3 separate regions of the Sus scrofa genome follow, and regions 1 and 3 are each linked to region 2. A link is a contact called in public Hi-C and HiChIP or PLAC-seq data. All regions are on one chromosome and are shown on one strand. Each heading gives the region's core, a stretch centred on a gene start, on an enhancer-like site or on the middle of the called end of the contact. The rest is flanking DNA. Distances are from core to core; before and after follow the strand shown. Region 1 holds the start of SMPD1 (sphingomyelin phosphodiesterase). Region 2 holds the start of TIMM10B (mitochondrial import inner membrane translocase subunit Tim10 B). Region 3 holds the start of TPP1 (tripeptidyl-peptidase 1).

What was found. Hi-C and Micro-C count contacts between places; a contact is called where the count stands out from the background. HiChIP or PLAC-seq counts read pairs in DNA pulled down with a chosen protein or histone mark.
Region 1: a contact with region 2 is called in an H3K27ac HiChIP or PLAC-seq map of alveolar macrophages. The contact joins the promoter of SMPD1 here to the promoter of TIMM10B in region 2. A contact is called at or near these places in 1 of 5 promoter capture datasets (liver), 12 of 47 Hi-C or Micro-C datasets (embryonic fibroblasts, fetal heart ventricle, heart right ventricle and 5 more) and 2 of 2 datasets of contacts at active chromatin or transcription factors (alveolar macrophages and skeletal muscle).
Region 3: a Hi-C map of alveolar macrophages shows a contact between it and region 2, with 1.7 times the contacts expected there. The contact joins the promoter of TPP1 here to the promoter of TIMM10B in region 2. A contact is called at or near these places in 9 of 47 Hi-C or Micro-C datasets (alveolar macrophages, blood, heart right ventricle and 4 more) and 1 of 2 datasets of contacts at active chromatin or transcription factors (alveolar macrophages).

Annotation. Positions count from the first base shown.
Region 1 is chr9:3,327,072-3,329,771 of Sscrofa11.1, reverse strand. SMPD1 (sphingomyelin phosphodiesterase) reads left to right here and starts at 1,279. Exons shown (of 6, transcript XM_021062347.1): 1 at 1,279-1,736; 2 at 2,667-2,700. The coding sequence starts at 1,437.
Region 2 is chr9:3,248,520-3,251,536 of Sscrofa11.1, reverse strand. It overlaps TIMM10B (mitochondrial import inner membrane translocase subunit Tim10 B), which reads left to right and starts at 1,562. Exons shown (of 3, transcript XM_003357135.4): 1 at 1,562-1,707; 2 at 1,909-2,004; 3 at 2,201-3,017. The coding sequence starts at 1,669. The coding sequence ends at 2,377. ARFIP2 (arfaptin-2) reads right to left here and starts at 1,526. Exons shown (of 8, transcript XM_003357136.4): 1 at 1,372-1,526; 2 at 443-583; 3 at 91-187. The coding sequence starts at 541.
Region 3 is chr9:3,133,983-3,136,947 of Sscrofa11.1, reverse strand. It overlaps TPP1 (tripeptidyl-peptidase 1), which reads right to left and starts at 1,368. Exons shown (of 12, transcript XM_013989454.2): 1 at 1,261-1,368; 2 at 1,093-1,164. DCHS1 (protocadherin-16) reads right to left here. Exons shown (of 23, transcript XM_021062333.1): 23 at 2,123-2,965. The coding sequence ends at 2,583.

The DNA.
Region 1 (2,700 bases), core at 30-2,529, 79 kb before region 2:
ACAAGCCCCAGGTTGCCACCCATACTTAAGCTCTAGGGCTATGATCCTCTACTCGGGTTTGATAATTTGCTAGAAAAGCTCCCAGAACTCAGGAAAACACCTTTCACTTACACATCCTGGATGGTGCAAAAGGTACAGCCCAGGAATGAAACCAAGGGCAGGGCCCTGGGGGCTCCTGGGCACCAAAGCCTTCCTGGGCCCCTCATTTCTTATTTGTAGGAAAGAGGCCTCATGCAGCCTCCAGGGCTGCTCACGAGTTCTTTCCCGGTGACCAGCCCCATCCTGAGGTCCTTTAGGGGCCCCCACCCTAAGTTACCTTATTAGCATAAATTCAGGTGTGATTGGAAGCGCTCTCTATAACCAGACACTGCTCTCACTCAGGAAATCCAAAGGGTTTTAGGAGTCCTGTGCCAGGAACTGGCGACCAAACCAAATGCCTTTCCTATGATACCCTGGTACTCCATCTGAAACGATGCCCACACAACGGAGGGGGAAGAGTCACTTGGAAAAAAAATTCTCAACGAAAAGAACCGACAGGACCGGAGAATGGAGGTGAGAATGGTATTACACACGTCTTAGTATTGTTAGAACGGAGGATTCATAATTATAAAATGCCTGTTCCCGAGCCTGTCACCTCCTGCAGAGCTCGGGAAATAATAGCTTTTACCGGCATGGCTGCGGGAGGGTGGGAGGCCCAAGTTGTAATCCTCGTCCTTGCTGGCTGCAGGGTCCACACCTCTTCTTGGCCACTTCATCTCCTCTGGGCCTCAGTTTTCTCATCCACACAATGAGGGGTAGGGGTGCCCCCCTGCGAATAAAGGGTCCTTTCTAACTGGAGGCTCTGAGTCAGTAAGATCATCAGTCAGGGTGCGGGTACCAGTGGCAGAACTAGAGAAATTGAGGGCTGGTGGTGCCCGCCAGGACAGAGGGCCGACAAGGTGTGAGAGTCCCTGCCCGCGGTGCCCCCGCCACCCAGCCCCTCCCCCGCCTCCATCCCCCACCCATCTCCCTCCCAAAGTTTAAAGCCGGGTGGGCCTGGCAGTCAGCTATCAGAGGGATCCGAAGAACGCAGCTCTGGAGAAGCGAGGCGCCTAGGGGCCTTGGAGGGGCCTCTCGCCGGCCAGGCTGGGCTCCAGCCAGGGCTGGGCACCTGCCGGGGCCTGGCACAGCTGGACCGCCCGGGGTCAGGGCGAGGGCGGGAGCGGGACCGCGGGCGGGGTCCGGGCGGGTCGGGCGCGGCCGGCCCACTTCGCCTCCACCTCCGCCTCCCCGACACCGCGATCAGCTGCTGCGGACGGAGGAAGAGGAAGGGGCGGAGCGGCGTTGTGGCTCAGCTCCGAGCAGTCAGCCGACCGCGCCGCCTGGGATCCGGAGAGCCAACCAGGGCCCGCACCGGCCGGGGCCGGGCTGGTTCGTCGGGTCTAGGAAGCCCGGCAATGCCCCGCCACCGAGGGCCTCCCGGCCAGGGCCGCCCCAGGTGGGGCTGGGAGCAGAGACTGGACAGCTTCTTGCGGGTCCCCAGCCTAAGGCTCCTGAGTATGGGCTTGGCACTGACCCTGGCCCTGTCTGACCCCCTGGTTTTCTGGGCTCCTGCTGGGGCTCATCCTCTTCCCGCCCAAGGCCACCCCGCCAAGTTCAGTCGCATAGCGCCCCAGCTCCGGAAAGCCTTTGGCTGGTGGAACCTCAGCTGTCCCGTCTGCAAAGGCCTGTTCACTGCCCTCGACCTCGGGCTAAAGGTAAGCGCTCTGGGGGCTGCCGGCAGGGGAGGGGGGCGCGGGGCGGGGCGCCGGATGGAGGGGCGCGCTGGAGCGGGGGCTGGGCTAAGACCTAGCCTAAGAGCAACCGCGATGGAGAGGCTGTGGTCCGCAAACCTTTACCTAATCTGCCCTCCTCTGGGGACACCCGTGGCTGCAAGCCACCACTGCCACCTCCTCTGTGACCTTGTGAAGTGAGGAAAGAGTTCAGGCTGGGCACGGTGCTAGCCCTTTTATGGAGGTTAAATCAAGCCTGCAGGCTGGTTTCCTTACCATTCTTCACCCCATTTCACAAATGAATAGAGGTCCTGAGCTGAAGTCACTTGCTGGAGGAAGGACCAGGAGGAGGGCCAGCAGCTGGTGAGGGGTAGGGCCAGGGCTCTGACCCTGGTGTGCCTGACCCAGTGCCCTCCACCTTAGCTTTAGCACCTGCAGCCCTAAGCAAGGTGCCTGGGACTAAGGTGCCACCAAGACCCTCCGACTCAAAAAGGACTTGAATTAAGGACGATCCAGAGGTGTGGGACCTGATGGGGCTGGGCTGCCTTGACCCTGATGGGGCTGTGATGAGCGCTGGTTGGTAGGTCAGCTTTCTGGGGCTCCTCAGGGAGACAAGGCCCTGTCCCTGTGTGTGTCCCCAAGCTCTGGACAGTCGTCATCCTGCCCACCCCAAATTTCATGGCACTTGAGACAGGGACTGAGAAAGCCAGCGGGCAGGAAAAGACCTGAAATGCCACCGAGCTAAAATGCCACTGGCCTGGTGATGCCCGAGTCACAGGGCAAGGTCTGCTTCACCATGGTGATACCGAATCCATCCTAGCCCCAGTTTGGAGGAGGGGGCCCCAGGGTGGAATCGAGGGGCGGCCAGGTCCCCGGGCTGTCTCTGACCGCTCACCCCCGGTTCTTCCCTCCCAGGAAGAGGTCAGTGTGGCCTGGGTGGGCTCCGTAG
Region 2 (3,017 bases), core at 313-2,812:
TCACGCCTTCTTAGACGTATCCTATGCCCCCTGGAGCCAGTCCTCTTCCCCTCTCCACTCAATGCCCTATCCTGCTCTGATCATTCATACCTGTGGGGATGAGTCCATCACCAGAGCCCCCATAGCCACCAGACACAATGCTGGTTTCATTGAGGTTGGGTCCTGACACCATCACCTGCTGGAGGTCCTATAGGCCAGAGAAGAGGGGGGCTTCAGGAACATATGGGCAGCTGAAGCATTTTGGGGGTGAAAACAAGCTTGGATTGAAGCATCATAGAGAGAGCACACAAGGGAAGTCTGCACAGAATCAGAACAAAGATTGGTAAAAAGACTGAAGGAAATCAGGTGAGTTGGGGGAAGGCTACTGGAAGAAGGAGAGAGCTCAGGGTTTAAGAGTTGGGATTCCTCAACTGAAACAATGTGAAGAATCAAACAGAAGCACCTGCTCCAGCCCATCATCCTCAGGAAGCTGCCCCGCGTCACCATTCCCGTGGATGGGGATCTCCATTGTGGCTGCCTTCCCTAGGATCCCGTCCGTCATGGCGAGCGAAGGGACTGGAGTCAAAGTCTCCACCCCAGCGCCCTGCAAAGCCCAACACAGACAGTTCTGGAAACGGGCCAGTTCTCCGAAGAGGAAGGTCTCCCCTGCCCTTGCAGAGGCCGTCCCGGGGCTTCAGTGTGGTGGGGTCTGCCCACCACTCTTCCCTCGGGGCTTTGTCTTTCTCCCTTCCAAGGTGCAAAGTTTTACACACAGGCACCCAGGCCTCAGGTGTGCCTGACCAGAGGTCATGTTCTCATGACCCCCCCACCCCCACCCCCCCAGCAGTCCAGGGATCATTCATGCATTCAGTCCTTCCACAGACATTTAATGAGTGCCTACTACATGCCACGCACTATTTGAGGCAATGGAGAGAAAGCCTGTGCTCTCAAGCAGCTTATCCCCACGCAGGTATTCCTCCTCATCAGGAGACAATCCCTTTCCCAGCGCTCAGGTGCCTATCCCCGTTCAGGTATGTTCGCCATTGTTTGGCCTTTCACACTCCTCTAATGTCTCCTCCTCTTTCCTGCAGGTGGTCTCCCCCTCCTCCATCCCATGCACCCCCTCTTCCTGCCCCCACCCCCGCCCCAGGCCTTAGTTGAATCAGTTGGTGTAAGTTCCCGACCCCGGGGAAAAGTCCCTTTGCCCCAGGACATAGGGAGGTGATCCCTTCCAAAGTCAGTTAGGTCTCCCCAGGTGTGTGAGTCTCCGCCCTCCCCCCATACACCTGGGCGTCAGGTGTGTCCTCATCCTTTCCCAGGGCTCAGAAGCATCTTGCCCTCAGGTCAGGTTCGTGCGTTCACCTTGCCCTCGCCCATGCACGTCCCTCTCACCTCGGGCCGGGCCGCTCTTCCCCTCAGGGCGCCAGGCCCGGGCCGCGCGGGGATCTCGGGATCCAGTTCCCGTCGCGATCCTAGCAGCAGGTCAGGGACTCGGCGGAAGTGACGTCCTCTCCCGGGCAGAAGAAGCCGGCCACGTAGCCGATTATGAGGGCGGAAGTGACGTCGCGGGGAGGTGGGCGGGCGCTCCTTGAGCCAACCCCTCTGCCCCTGGGGAGCCATTGAGGTCACTTCCGGGGCGTTCCCTAGAAGCTGTAACGGAAGTGACGTAGGTTGTGCGCCGGCGGCGTGATGGAACAGCAACAGCAGCAGCAGCAGCAGCTGAGAAACGTGAGTGGGAGCTAAGTCGCTTAAGGGCCCTGCATCCAGCTAGCATCCCTGTTCGCATGGCGGAAACCCCAGAGAGCCAGGCATCCAAGGGCTGGGAACCACGGGCCGTGGTACACGGTCCTGGGAAAGCGCCGGCAGCGCGGCCTTGAGTTGAGACGTGGCCCCCTCTTCGCTGAGTTCCTTGTCCCCCTTCCTCCCCAGTTGCGGGACTTCCTGTTGGTCTACAATCGGATGACGGAACTCTGCTTCCAGCGCTGCGTGCCCAGCCTGCATCACCGAGCTCTGGATGCCGAGGAGGTTAGGTGGGGGAACTGAGTAGGGAAGTGCTCCTCGAGCCTCAGAGCTAACCGTGCACTGCTTCCCTCTCCCGTCAATTCCCCTACGTCCGGCCCTGGCTTCCCACGACCTCCGCCCTGAGGCTGGGGATGGGAAGGAGGGAAACGGACCTGACTGGACACCTTTGGCTTCTACTTCCACCCTGTCTTCCTTCCAGGAGGCCTGTCTGCACAGCTGTGCCGGGAAGCTGATCCATTCCAACCACCGCCTCATGGCCGCTTACGTGCAGCTCATGCCTGCCCTGGTACAGCGCCGCATCGCTGACTACGAGGCTGCCTCAGCTGTGCCAGGTGTTGCTGCTGAACAGCCAGAAGCCTCGCCATCTGGCAGCTAGCTGTCCTCAACGCTGAGAAGGGAGGCACTGGATGGACCCTCACGTTGAAGGAGCAGTGGACCTTGGGCAAGATGGAGCCTGTATGTAGAGAATGAGGAGTTGCCTGAGAGCTAGGTACTGTTGCTCCTTTTCCTGGAGCTAATAAACCTGCTGTAATCTGTGCGGTTGATATTCTGGGCAGGGAGAAGTTGCCTTCTGTGTGTGGAAGGAAAACCTCAGCATTCCCAGGCACCTGGTTAAAGGAAGGTCTGTGGGTACAGCTTTAAAATTGGCAACAAGACGCTGGTTCGTGCCCAGACGGCAGAGAAAATGGGAACTCTGTCCTTAAATCTGTCTGACTTAAATGGTTCGCTTAGAGATATTAAGGACCATGGATTAAGAAACCACAGGGCTTTTAGGCACTACCTCTTCGAAAGTCAGTAGCCCCAGACAGATGAAACCTATAGGACTTCTGGGTGTTCTAGAACGTTAACCACTCCCCCAAGTTGTTACTTTCTTAATACTCCCAGAAATTGAGCAGTAAATCCTTTAAACCGAGGAGGTCTGTGTGCTCGTCTTCAGGAGCAGTCAGGGGAAAACTTGGGGAGCCATGTTCTGCACTATAGTCAGACTCAAGGGAGAGAAAACCACAGAAGTAGAG
Region 3 (2,965 bases), core at 119-2,618, 110 kb after region 2:
TCGGAGTTGGAGCCGAAGCCTTGGGGTCGGATGGAGGAGTGAATGGGAGTGAGTGTGAGGAGCAGGGAGGGGAATTTGAGGTCATGAGGCTCCCGTCTGTACCGGATGCTACTTGGCCATTTGTCGGGCAGCCGTTAAATAGCAGAATCAGAATTTGAAACCAGATCTGATGACCAAGCCTGTACTCTTAACCACATTCATTTTCCATTTTTTGTTTATTTGCTTATTTGCCTTTTTTTTTTTGTCTTTTTTTTTTTTTCTTTTTAGGGCCACACCTGCGGCCTATGGAGGTTCCCAGGCTAGGGGGCGAATCAGAGCTGTAGCCACCGGCCTACACCACAGCCACAGCAACGCCAGATCCGAGCCTCGTCTGCGACCTACACCACAGCTCACGGCAACACCGGATCCTTAACCCACTGAGCGAGGCCAGGGATCAAACCTGCATCCTCATAGATCCCAGTCAGATTTGTTTCCACTGAGTCATGACAGGAACTCCCTCCAATTCACTTTTCTATTTGGAACCTCTTCAGTGATGGCCACTGCCATTCGTCTGCCCTGTATCAGCCCCTCAGACAGGCACCGAGAGCATGTCTGTGACCCGACCTGTACCATCCATGCTCAGCCCAGCCCAGACCCTCCACTGGCATCCCACGTGGCTCCCTCCTGCCCCCACCCCCGCCCCGTCCTGACAGGCACCGTAGCGAGGAGAGCCAGGGTCCGACACAGCCTGCACCAGCTCAGACAGTCTGTCCACGTTCTGCTGTCTCAGGGCAAAGGTGAGACTCAGCTCTTCCTCAGGGTCCGCACGGCCCAGGGACACCCAGCCTGGGGGCAGCCTGCAGGGTCAGGGGCCTTTGTTAGGGCGGGGATGGCAAAGATTTGTTGTGGAGGGTTCGGCATTGGGTCTAGCCCTTGGGGAGGGTTCCAGAAGCAGCTTCGGATCACAGCAGGTGGGTGACCAGGAACTGAGGCTGGGAACCTGGGCTGAGGAGCGGGTACCAGGGGCGGGGAAGGGGTGAGGGAGGCTGGAACCAGGACAGTGGGTGCAGGACAGGCCACGGGGAGGGGGCGGTCGGCGCTAAGTCAACTCACGTCCGCTGCTGGTCAGGCTCCGGGCTGTAACTGCACTGGCCGGCGACAGAGAGGGCGAGGAGCCCAAGGAGGCTGCAGGGGCGGCACGTGGGTTTCAGCAGGAGCCGTGCCACCATGGCAGTCCCACCCCCAACGTGGTTCCCTTCTCCGGGGCCCCCAGTTTCTCACCAGGCTCGGGGTCCCATCCGGCCTTTCTGCAGATCTGCTGTCATATGACAGATCACGTGAGGCCTGTCCCGCCTCCACCACCACCACCTCCCTCTCTGCCTAGAAACTAGTGACGGTGCTGGCTCCTCCCTCGAATGGGCGGTGCTGAATGCTGGGGACACAGCCACTCGGATGCTCCCTTGTGGTCTGTCAATCGCTGTAAACTCGGGCTCCCCCCCCACCTGCTGCCACAATCCAGGACTCCCCGCAGGCCAGGGAGCTCTGCAGGGCAGAGCCCCTGGAGGCTGGTGGAACTGCAGACCCGGGGTCTCATGGCCACGTGGCATCAGGAGAGTCACCTCTAGGAGCCCAGGTCTCTTTGGGTAGAACATGGAGCCGATTAGGTTAAAGGGGCTCTGCCTAGAGGGCTGCAGTGCCAACGGGCAGAGAGAAAGCAGAGAGCCTCCCCTGGCAAAGGCTCCACAAATGTGAGCTCTTATCACACGTGCCCGTTTGTGGCCCCAAGAAAAACGGATCCACCACTTGGCTGCTCTTGTATCCATGCCCCACCTCCTTAAAGACCCTCAGGCCGAGAGTGGTCATCTCCAAAACCTCTCCCCACCCAGCCAGTCCCTCTCTAGGTCACTGCCACAAGCAAGCTCCTCCGTCCGCCCTCTCTGGGCCTCCTGCCCACCTTAGAGGGGAAGGTCAGTGCACAGAGAAGTGCCAGTCAGCCTTGGGCTAAGCCCGGGCTCCCTGTGGCGCCCCCCCCCCCCCCGCCCAACACCTCTGTGTCCCACCCTCCGTGCCTCCTGAGGCGTCCCCCATGTGCCAGGGTGCCTTCCTGTCCCTAAGCTCCCAAAGAACAGAGCTGGACACGGGATACAAACTGCAGTTTATTAAGGCTCCAGAGTGAGAATTGGCACTTGGTTCTGGGCAGGGGCAGGGGTGTCAGCGGAACCCAAAGGAGCTGGGCCCCAAAGGTTGGAGGGACCGCCCCCATCCCCCCTACCCCCCAATAAATAAAGTCTCGGCTCCATCTCAGGGTGCTGACACAGGGCAAGAAGCCCTCGGTGAGGAGAAACCGAGCCTGCCGCCTCTTCATCTATCTCCCCACGCTGGACCTGGCCACAGGGCAGTGCCCGGCAGGGCCTCGTGGTACTGGTGCTCTGCCAGGGCTGTGGTGAGATGGGAGACCTGCCCCAGTGGAGGACTCAGGGACGGGGGCAGGCCCCCCGCCCCCGTGGCCAATCGTGGTCCGAGGCTGCCCGGGGCAGGCTCAGACGGGGCCTGCGTTGGGGACGCAGTGAGCATCCCAGGTCGGGGCCCAGCCCGGGCCACAGCTAGATGTGCAGCTCCGTGTCGTCGGGTGGCTCCAGGCCGGACTCTGCACTGAGTGCTGAGGCTGAGGGGCCCTGGGCCACCCCAAACGGTGAGACCACGGGTGAGCGAGCAGCCAGAGGAGACAGGGAAGGTGAGAAGCTGGGGGACATGGCAGCTGAGGACAGGGAACCTTCATGGCTGATGGGGGAGCGGTGAGAGGCTGGAGGGAAGATGGCCCGGGCTGCAGCCGTGCTGGCTGGCTTGGGGGGCACAGACTTGGCTCCCGGGTGGGCCACGGCAGTGATGAGGGGCGGTGGGTCAATTCGGGGAGCCGGGGGACATGGCCGAGCCTCATCCTTGAGCCGGGCGATCTCTGTGAAAACACTGGCCAGCGGCTGGAACT